2 separate regions of the Camelus dromedarius genome follow, and region 1 is linked to region 2. Evidence: chromatin contacts called from public Hi-C data. All regions are on one chromosome and are shown on one strand. Each heading gives the region's core, a stretch centred on a gene start, on an enhancer-like site or on the middle of the called end of the contact. The rest is flanking DNA. Distances are from core to core; before and after follow the strand shown.

What was found. A called contact is a pair of places that touch in the nucleus more often than the background predicts.
Region 1: a contact with region 2 is called in a Hi-C map of blood, with 7 times the contacts expected there. The contact joins the promoter of ELP6 here to the promoter of SMARCC1 in region 2. A contact is called at or near these places in 2 of 2 Hi-C or Micro-C datasets (blood and muscle).

The regions. Positions count from the first base shown.
Region 1 is chr17:35,162,422-35,168,341 of mCamDro1.pat, reverse strand. It overlaps ELP6 (elongator acetyltransferase complex subunit 6), which reads right to left and starts at 3,216. Exons shown (of 8, transcript XM_064496600.1): 1 at 3,087-3,216; 2 at 2,606-2,688; 3 at 839-917. The coding sequence starts at 2,659.
Region 2 is chr17:34,982,128-34,987,446 of mCamDro1.pat, reverse strand. It overlaps SMARCC1 (SWI/SNF related, matrix associated, actin dependent regulator of chromatin subfamily c member 1), which reads right to left and starts at 3,102. Exons shown (of 28, transcript XM_064496598.1): 1 at 2,834-3,102. The coding sequence starts at 3,028.

The DNA of each region.
Region 1 (5,920 bases), core at 1,967-4,466, 180 kb before region 2:
ATTTCAATGATTCTGAGATGTACTTCTCCTCTGAGATGTACTACTAGGAAACTTATTCTGTTCTATTGTAAATAAACGGCAATTTTGAAAAAAAAATTACATTTTTCTGTTTGTTGGTGCACATAAATACAACTGATTTTTTTTAAAGTGGTCTTATATCCAAGAGGATAAAGGGGGAACACAAAGAAGCTCTAGCTACCTTATGAACATAAGTAATTCCAATAATTTATCTGTAGATTCTCTTGCTCTTTACATGCTGACAATAACATTATCTAAAAAAAAAAAAAAAACTTTCAAAGCTTTAAGTTATTACAAAGAGAAGTGCCAAAGGTCTACCCTGTATCCTGGTCTGGCTCAGTATGGACTCAAGGAGAATCAATAGATAAATAAGCCTTTTTTCATTTGGTTGTTTTCTTCTTCTAATCAATTTTCAAGTGTGAATTACAGTGGCCATGCTGTTTTCTTTCCTGTTTTTTAGGAAGCTTCTACCAACAGGGCAAAATGTCAATGGGTCAAATGCCCAGAGACCTCAAGATACACAAGGACTGAGGAGCAACTAAATCAGGAGGCCACACAAGGACCTCAGGAGGGCAGTGTCTGTGCAGTGGATGGAGAAGGGGAAGGCAGGACCTGGACAGAATGAGCACATGCTACTCTCTGGAAGAGCTGGGGAGGGAACAAGATGGTCTATAATCTGTTACCTAATTAAGTAGTCACCTGGTTACCCAAACACCAAAGCCCTGGCTGGTTAATACTATCTCTATTGTTTCCTGGAACAGGCTTTTTTTTGCCCCTCTGCCTTGGGTTTCTTTTTCTACAGCATCAATGAGTTCCATACCTTTGAGGTAGAAGGAGAGAAAGTGGTGCACAAGGAAACTGCCATCTGTCTTGGCATCACAGAGTAAAGTCAGTTTCCCCTAAAAGTTAAGAAGAACATAAAAAGGTGAATTACACTCCCTGGAAAGAGGTGAACTGACTATAGAAATCTAGTCAATTGTGTCCACCCCTATACTGCTGTATCTGGAGACTGTGTGTGTGTGTGTGTGTGTGTGTGTGTGTTTAATAAAAAAGAGTAAGAAGGAGAAGGAAATAATAAGCCAAAATTATGGAAAACCCAACAATTAAAGTGATTAGTATTAAGTCACTCATTATGGGCAAGCATATCTTAGCTTCCACTTTCCCAAGGCAAAAATAGAATAAAATCCATTCTTTTCCTCACTCCTCGCCTTAGTGACTCAAGGATCAGTCTTAGGGAGAATTAAATCCTGAACAAAGGAAGCTTTTACCATCAGAATCCAACAAAAATCACAGACTGCCAAAAATGTAAGGGAACTTTAATAGAGGTCATCTGATCCACCTACTTTAAATTCTGGTTCTAATTCTGTCCACAGGGTAAGGGACAGGGAGGAAGCAGTTATTGACAGAGACCTCTTGTAACAAAGTTCTCCCAATGGCCCTGGACACTGCTTCAGGTAGAACTCTGATCATGGGGAGCCCTGGAAAGACCTCTAAAGATGGTCTCTGCAGTGCCTGGCTGCCCTACTCCATCCACCTCTAGCTCCCTGTCTGTGACAGGGAAGGTCACCTCTGTGCTATCGTGACTTTTTTTCACTTACAAAATATGAAAGGTCACAGCAGCAGACCTGGAGGGTTACCGCCATTGTTGCCATTTCCTGGTGCCCACTCCTATCCACCATTCCCTCACTCTGGCCCTGGGCTGCGAACTTGGGAGGTGCTAGCAGTAATTGGCAAGGTAACCAGCGCCACCTGGAGGCTTGGGCAGGCAAGAACTGCTGGGCGGTTAAAATCCACAAGCTTCTACTGAAAAGTACAATTCACTTAGCACTGTGGGATCAGAAAAAGGCTTTACATTCACGATATCTTGACTGCCTCGAGGAGCTTACTATTTCATTAGAAAGACAACAGTTATGAAATAAAGCAGGTGTGTTACTAGGAGAGGTAACTCCGGGGCTAAAATGTGAAAAATTTCAAGGTGCCTTAGGGTTCGGGGAGGAGGGTGAAGAAAACAGAGTGGCGAGGCTGTGGTGCCAAAGGTGGACTTATACAGTCCAATGTTGGCCGGGAACAGCTTCAAAGAGCATTACTGGAGGCCACGAGGAGGAAGAGGAGCAGCAGCGTTCACTGCGACCTGCCGAGCGCTTCCGGGCCAGAAGGCGGCTCATGACGGCTAAGAAGCTGGTCCCGCATGAAGGGTGGGAAGTCGAACACTGCCTTCCGGCAACCTCTTCTGGGCGCCAGGACTTCCACTCTACTGAGCACGCACAGGGTTCCCTGGTACACGTCTGTGAACTTAAACGAATCCGAACGTCGGACGTGCTTCCTGGAGAATTTCAAGGGCACACACGACCTTTGGGAAGACGCGAGAAGGTCCAGAAGCCTTCCTTCCGCAGGCTTAAGTGTCCAGCCCAGCCCCGGGTGCGCCCCCTGCAGACTACCACTCCCAGCAGCCACCGGGCCCCCCGAACATCGCGTTATTTCCCACGAGTCCGCGAGCGCTTCATCCGGTTATGCAGTCTTCCGCCACGCTCCCGGGACCCGCCACGCTCCCGGGGCCCGCCCCCTTCCCGACTGCGCAACCTCTTACCTGCTCCGCCCTGTCAGGGGTGGTGTTGAGCAGGTTGTTGAGTTCTGGGAACATTCCGAGCTCCGGACCAGGAACTAGGGCTGCTGCTGAGAATAGAGAGCAACATCCACCACTCAGGACCACGTGGACATAGCGCGCACGCGCAACGCCGCTTCTAAGCGCCTGCCGAAGCCAATCTGGCGGGCGTCTGGACCCGCTGCCGGCGCACGCGCAAGGGCGCACATCCGGCCGGGCGCTGGGCGTGCTGGGCTGTGCGGCTGCTCTCCTGGGGCTCCCCCGTGTGGCGGGACCCGGTTGGTTTCTTCTTCCCTTGTCAGCGCGCTCTCCCCAGCCCGGGGCTCCGGGACAGTGCAGCCTGTCGAGCTTCCGCAGTGTGCCTCAGTCCTAGAAGCTCGGGCTACAACTGGCCTGGACCGCACCGTGAGCCAGAGTTTCCATGGAAACTGCGAGATTAAGATTGATGTGGAATGTAGTCACTTACCTGAAGCTCTGCACCTGGGCTGGAAATGGAGGCTGCCTCCCTCTGTCAAAACGACTTAGATCCTACAGCCAAGAGTGGGATCTTTCACGATTATGCATATGTAAAAAAGAGGAAAGCAGGCTGTGGCATCCGGGAGCTAACCTGACACTCACAGCTAGGTCTTGGTGTTTTCCTCTTGAGCGTAAACAATTTCAGAAAACATCAACAGCAGGAAGATGATGATGGATGAAGACAAAAGTAAACCACTCCATAATCATGTTGGACACAAAACATGAACATTGACTAAGCGACAAACCAAACATCCCTTCTCCCAGCGAGTAAGAGTGCCGCTTCTTTACTAAATACATGGAAATTAGGAGTTTGGGATTAGAGGATAAAAGTAAGGTATAGAAAATAGATAAACAACAAGATCCTACTGTATAGCATAGGGAACCATATTCAATATCTTGTAAATTCTATAATATAAAAATATGAGAAATATATATATATATAACTGAATCACTATGCTGTACACCTGAAATTAACACAATACTTTAAATCAACTATATTCCAATAAAAATAAATAAATAAAATAAAAATCCCCAAACATCGCACAGCCCTGCCCCAACCCTGTTCCAATCACTGTTGAGTCCACACCATAGTTTCCCCTTGCCGTCCTATCTCTAAGTTGGTTTCCTCCAGGTGCTGCCTGGCACCTCCGCCGCCTGTGACAAAGGAGTCTTTACAGCCCCAAGTGGGAGGTGAACCTGCAAAAGCCGTAGAGACCGCAGGCAAGAGCCCACAAGAGAAGCTGAAAGAAGGCTGGGGTAATCCCGAGCACACCCACCGGAGGGCAGCAGACACCGCCTAAAGCGGCTGGGCTGCCAGGACCTGAGTGTTGACCAACACCTGCATTCGCAGACCTTTAGCCAGGCTCCTTGGCTTCCCCCTCAGAAGCTCAGCCCTGTGCCCTTCGTGGGCTCTGCTCTTCTCAGTAATGTCCCCACCGCCCTGACTCTCACGCCTTCTTGGCTCCCACCTTGCTCAGAGTAAAGGCCAGAGACCTCAGCTGGCCTCAGAGGGCTGGCCCCATACTGCTCGGAACGCCTGCTCCTCACCTGCTCCAGCCCCACCGGCCTCCCTGCAGCCTCAGACGCCACCACACTCAGAGCCTCTAGCTTCTGCCCCTCTGCCTGTACGACTCTCCTGCCACATGTCTGTAGAGCTCCTTCCCCGAACTCCACATCTTTGCTTTGTGAGACCGTCCCTAAGTCAGTCCCATGTGGCAGACGTGGAGTCGCACCACCCAGACCCCACTTCCCAGAAGGATCTGCAGGCATTGCCAGACATCCTACCAGGATCCACCTGGGCTACAGAGGGCCCCCTTGTCTGGTGACTAAGTGAACCTGGGGGACTGGGGCCTGGTTATTTCTGCCCCAGGTTGGTGGGGGTGGAGAGGGCCCTTGGACAGAGGACGCTCACCCCAGAACCCATAGCGGTCTTGTTGGGCTGCATCACTGTTCAAGGTCTCCCAGCCCAGCCCTGCTTCCACCCCAAACTCCACGACTGGGCTTCAGCTCCTTCGGTACCCTAGCCCTCCCCACCCTCACCCTGTGTTGTTTTTCTCTGCAGAACTTATCTGACTCACAACTCAGTTTGATACCCAGTGTCTCTCCTCAAGCGCATGTAAGCTGGGTGAGGGGAGGGATTTTTGCCTCTTGATTAGTGAAGCACCTAGAAGAGTGCCTGTGATACAGTAAATGTGATGAGTGAGTGAGTGAGTGACAAATGGGACTCGGGCCTGCGGGTACTTTCGCAGAGCTGGAGGAAGTGTGCTTTCCAGAAGGCTGCAGATGAGGGAGGGGAGTTCTTAGCCTGGTTTCCCCCAGTGGCTGACCCCACCCAGATGAGGTCCTTTACTGAGAAGGGAACCTCAGAGCCGACAGTGAGACAGAAGTTGGAGAGGCCTGATGAGCTGTGTGGTTGAGCCGGGGCCCCCAGAACTGTGCTCCTGCAGGTCAGGGACTAGAACATTTTTCGCCTGCTGAGGAGGGTGGATTGCCTGCTCCACGAGTGGTCTGCTCAGCCTGCCCCTCTTGATGTTGAAGGAGCCTTTGCCTGGAGTAACAGGGTGAGCATCCGAGGAAGTCAAAGCTGACATCAGAGGAGAGTCTGTGCATCCGAGGAAGTCAAAGCTGACATCAGAGGAGAGTCTGTGCGGGGCCATGACCACTGACGGAGGAAGGCAGGGGGGTTGGTGCCCTGCTGACGAGAAGGTGGGAGCTTAGACACAGCACTGGCTGCGTTCCAAGGGGCAAAGCAGGAGACCAGGAGGGGCTAAACCAGGCCTAGCAGTGGGGTGGAGGGAGGAGAAATCGTAAAAAGCCATGCAGGCTGGAGAAGTGACAAGACACCGGGGCAGAGAGTGAAGGGCTCAGAGTGGGAGGGAGGCATCCCTGGCAACACAGGAGGAAGAGTGGGGCTCAGGATGGGTTTACACCAGGTGTGTTTGAGGCCCTGGTTCCTGTGCTCTTTCAGCCAGACCACCTTTATATATCAATTGACTTTTTTCCGTCTCAAAGTCCAGTTGCTCTCAGCTGAGATGCTGGCAGGTGACACCTGGCCACACTGGCTCACCAGCCTCGGCCCCTGTGTTCTACCTTCTGCTGCTTCCACTGACTTGCCCAGTGCACTCTGTGCCAAGATGGGCAAGAGGACCAGAAAAATGGGTGCAAATGGGGCAGGGGGAGGGAGTTTGCTTAATGGTTTCTGTTCTGCATAACCTCAAAATCTTTTTCCAGGAAAGAACTACAGAGCTTCAGAAAATATAAGTTACTTCAATGCCTATGACAGTC
Region 2 (5,319 bases), core at 1,853-4,352:
AGTAGGCAGCTTAGGTATATAAACAAGCTTCTGCATCACTAGTACTTAAAATGCAACCTCAGGCAGTTAACCTTCCTACACTTAAGTTTCCGCTTACCTAAACTGGTCACCTCCTCTGGACTCCTTTTGGCTAGCTGAAGCTCATCCCTGTCAAAAAATATTCTTTCTCTCCCTTCTGTATTACTAAGCCAAATTTATCAACAAAGCCTTAATAAATAGGTTCCTAGACTAGTTAATCTGTTCATTCATTGAACAAATATTTACTGAGCACCTCCTATGTGCATTCAGAAGACAAAAACAACGCAAGGAAGTTCTCTTTTAATTTGAAATCATCTGGGTTTTTACAAGTTGGTGCTTGTGTCTACCTTTTCCACAACATTGTGAGTTCCTTAAAGAAAGGGATTACGTGTAAAGGAAAAAAAAATAATTAGGGTTTAGAGCCAGGCAGACTTTCCTTGAATCAAATCTGCCACTCCTAACTGTAATCTTAATGACGTTACTTAAACTGGAGCCTCAGGTTTCTCTCACCTGTCAAATGAAGTATATAATACCTATAATTCAGGACTGTTGTGAGGATTTACGTGAGTTATGTTTTAAATGCCTGGATAAGGTAGATGCACAGTTGTTCACCAAATGTATGCATAAACCCATCAATAAAAATGGTACTACCAATGTCATGTTTATTTCATAGAGTTGAAAATGCAGCATGAAATGCACTAGAAAAGTTTAGTTAAGTCCCATCAATGTGCATACCAAGTAGAGATGTATCATGTATAAAATAAGCAAAGAACCTTCTGGTTAATACTTTCACCACACCAACAACACTTTCAGAGGCTGATAGGATTCTGGCTGTCAGGCACAAGGGATATACAATTTTGAATCTGAGTAGGCCCAAGAAATACACTCTGGTTTTTTGAAACTCTGAGAAGTCAAACCTAACTTTAACTTTGTCTTTAAGGCCTCAGGGACACTGAGCCAGTATTAGCCAACTGGCCTCAGCACTCTGGGACAAATCCTGCAGTCAGCCTCACAGCCACTTCCTCATCCACCCAAACAAATCTCTGAAAGACTATCCAAGCCTAAAGCTGCCCTCTTAAAATTGAGCCCAAAGAGATGCACAGAGTTTGGAGAAGTCGAAATTACTATTATTGTATTTCCACTTTTCTTTCCCCTTCCTTGATATCCAAGGGAATATTCCTCCTGAGTATTTCTTTGTTAAAGCTATACTTACATGTCAATTATATTTCAATAAAACTGGGGGAGGGGGGGTCCCAGAATGGTGATAAAATACATTAAGGCACATTAATTTAAGACCCAGTGTACTGGCTCAAGGGTACATGATAAAAAATATTTTCATAATATAAATATATTTAATTCCCTTAGCTATTACCAGAAGCTCAACTACCTGCACAAAAGTAACCACATTTGCTCGTCTTTTTTTTTTTTTTTTAATGGAAGTACTGGGGACTGAACCCAGGACTTTGCACATGCTAAGCACACACTATACCATTGAGTTATATCATCAAAAAGTGACCAATTTATCACTGTATAAGGAAGAACAATATCCTCCTCTACTTACATGAAGATGAGAATAGTCTACAATCCCAAATGTGACTCCAAAATTTCGTGGGGGGTGGGGGGAATTCAAATCATAAGAAAATAAACCGTAAATTAAAATATAAATTGTCTCACTTCCTGAAACTTCAGATTAGAAATAATCATTTTTGAAAGCATTACAGTGTAATGTCAAAATAACCCAAGATCCTTGCCCTTGTCTAACAACTTCCAGAAGCTGAAAGACTTCACTGCACTGAACACCCCAAATCGGTCGGTTCCTAGACTATCTTTTCATTCATTCAACATTTACTAAACAACTACTAAAGGCTAGGACACGTTGTAGGGAACAGGCCTGACAAGGTCCTTGCCCCAGTGCTATGGTCCACAATAGGGGAAGTAGAGAACTGAAAAGGATGTTCCGGAAATTCGGAGGCAGAGGGATTATTTTTGGCAGTCTGCTTCCTTATACCTTCTAAGGGAGTCACTCCTATATATTTACGTGAAGAGGAAGCTAAAAAACATAAACAAGGGGCTAAGTCACAGCTTTCAATACCACTGACTTAGTGGAACTTACATTCCAAAGGTAGGAGAAACAGGTAAATGAAAAGAATCTCTAACAGTGGTATGAAGAAAATAAAGCTGATATGAAGTGGGATGATCTAACAAACATGGGGTTCGTTAAGAAAGATCTCGCACGAGGTACAGGTGAACATTAACTCTTGCACTCACACTATACATAACCAGAAGTACTGTGACGTAAAAGCCGTCATTTTTTTTATATAGTTCTCATTTAGACTGTAATTCGTTGTATTAACTTGTTACTAACGTCCGAGTATGGTCGGTATGGTTTATCAACAACAGGTAGTAAAACCTTAGTCACCTCACTTGACTTTGAAGACTAGTCTCTAAACAAAACTTGCACTTGCTTTTTACAGCTTTGGCTCAGGCAGTTTCAATAATCATTGTTCACACACATCAAGTAGCCAACAAAAGAGGAAGATTCACACCCTCCGCGTTGCTCAGCTCGTTCTGCTGCTGCACAGCAATGAGCAGGGTCTTTCGCTGGGGTGCGTGGGCTCCAAGGAGCGGAGCCCCGAGGGCCGGTGGCGCCCCGGGCGCCCGCGAGAGCACACCGCGGGGGCGTGGCGGGCCCGGTGCCTGCCTTTGTTGTCCCTCGTGGCGCGCGGGGGGAGGGGCGGCCCGAGGCCCGCGAGGCCAGTAGCCGCCCCCGACCCCGTCGCGTGGCCTCCCGGCCCCTACGGGCGCGCGAACCCACCTTCTTGTAGTGCTTGCCCAGCCAGACCCGCACCGAATCCAGCTGGGACACCGTCTCCGGGCTCTCCCAAAACTTGCTGGCCGGGCCCCCGTCCTTCCGCCGATAAACGGCTAGGCCCGCGGCCGCCGCCGCGCCTCCCGCGCCCGCAGGGCCCGCCGCCGTCCCCAGCCCGCTGCCGCCTGCCGCCGCGGCCATAGTCGGCGTCCGTCGTCCCCGCCGCCCGGCCTGCCCCGGCCCTCGCGGCGTTCCCCGTTCGCACCCGCGCGCGCGCGCGCGCGTAGCCGCCACAGCCGCCTCCCGGCCCCGCCCAGCCAGCCCTCTTCCGGCGCGGATGCCCGGCCCCGCCCCTTCTCGGGACCGGCGCCCTAACCGACGAGGGCACGCGCACACGCATGCGCAGCACTCGTGCCAGGCGGGCCGCTGACGAGCACCTTCGCCCGCCTCTTCCGCCAGCTCGCAGACTGCTCACCCTCTCCGCCACCCAGCCTCGGCCTCTGCGAGTCTGGCACTTTCCCAGGTTCCTGTGTGGAATCGTTCTGCGGGCTACAGCTGCACGGAGGTTCTGTGTCATCGCCTGCCACGGCTGGGGAGAAACGGGCTGGTGTGAGATCTTCCGAGGGGAAAGCCCCTTTAGAGTGTCGCGTGCTGGCGGAGGAACTCACACTCCGGGTGGAAATCTGCGCCTGCCCCGGCTTGCCCTTAGACCTTCTGCACGAGGCACCTGTCGGCCTTTGTAAACCCATTGGGGAACGCCACCCCGAGATTCTTTGGCTTCACACACTTTCCTCCCCTTCATGGCCTCAACCACACCAGCACGTTCCTGCCTTGGGGCCCTTGCACCAGCTGTTCCCGCGACCTGGACAGTTCTTCCCCTCTAATAGTCTCTGAGACGCTTTTAGAGTCATAGCTTAGATACTTAAGAAAAGCGGTCCCTGACGATACGAGCTTGAACAGTTAATCATACTCGACATTCTCTGCGTAGCACTCCCCACGACCTGGTATTTTTCTTATTTTCTTACTTTACGCATAAATTATATGGGAGCCTTGTCTTATTCACAGGTGTACCCTCAATGCTGGGAACAGAGCCTGTTACCTAACAGGTGTTCAATAAATATTTGATGAATGAATGAATGAGTGACTTACAGGGAAACAGAGAGGTTTTAAATTACTAACAAAGTATGATTGGCCGTTACAGAGTTTTGAACATAAAACTATCTGACCCCAGAATAGCAGGTGACTAGTTGGTTGTGAGAAAGTCCGGTGAGTTATGAAACCAACATTAAGAATGAATAGCATGTGATCAGGGAGGAAAGGAGATTTCAGACACACTGAATAACTGGAACAAAGGCAATGAATTGTGAAAGCATGCAGAGTGAAACTCTCCTTAAACCCATGGAGTGAAAACAGAGATGTTACTTGGGGTGGCAGTGAATTTTGACTATCTTCTAAGCATTGAGAAACCAGCTTGAACAAAGAAAATGACATGACCAGATTTATATATTGGGAAGTATCAGTTGCAGCAATGTAAATGCTTCAGTAGAAGAAAGACTGAAGAAAAGATGACCTGATGTCTAGGACAGAAACAATGAGAATAAGATATGAGTAAAACATGAATCATGCTCTCTAGGATCTCAGACTTTAGAAATAATGATAATAGCTGGTGTTTATGGAGCAATTATTGTGTGCCATGCTGTGTGCTAAGTACACCTACATTAGTGCAAGTAAGGAAATCGAGGCAGAGAGATATGAAGTAACTGGCTTTCAAGAGTCAGTCCTGGAGCCAGCCCCTCTTCCCAACTACAATATCTTTTCTCTTCTTTCTTCCCTTCCTTCCTTTTTTTTTTTTTTTTTTTCTTTTAATGGAAGTAGTGGGGTTTGAACCCAGGACCTTATGCATGCTTAGCGTGCACTCTACCACTCAGCTATACCCCTCCCCTACTACAGTGTGTTTTCTGTTAATAGTATGAGAGTAGAGCAGACAAAATGCACTGGAGGAGTTCAAAAAGCTATTTCATTTGCCTAGAGCCATAGAGAGGGAGCTTAGTTCTTCCAATGCACTGGTATTCCCACTTTTTTGCTCATATAACTTGGAAAATAATTTGGAAAACCATATGCCTTTTTTTTTTAGGAAAACATCTAAAATTTCTCATCAAAGGTTGAACAATTGAAGAGCACATATAAAGACGGACATTTTTTAATGAAATGGTTACATCACATTTTTTAAGTTTTTATTTTGAAATAATATCAAACTTACAAAAAAATTGCAAGTACAGTGCAAAGAATGTTTCCTTTTCCTGAACCTTTAGAGAGTCACTTACTGACGTGATGCCCATGAGTCTCAAAAATGTTACTGTGCATTTCCTACAGACAAGTGTATCCTTACATTATCACAACACAACCATCAACACCAGGAAATTAACATTAATACTATCCTCAGACCCCATTCACGTTTTCCCTGTTGCCCCCATAAGTTCCTAATACCAAAG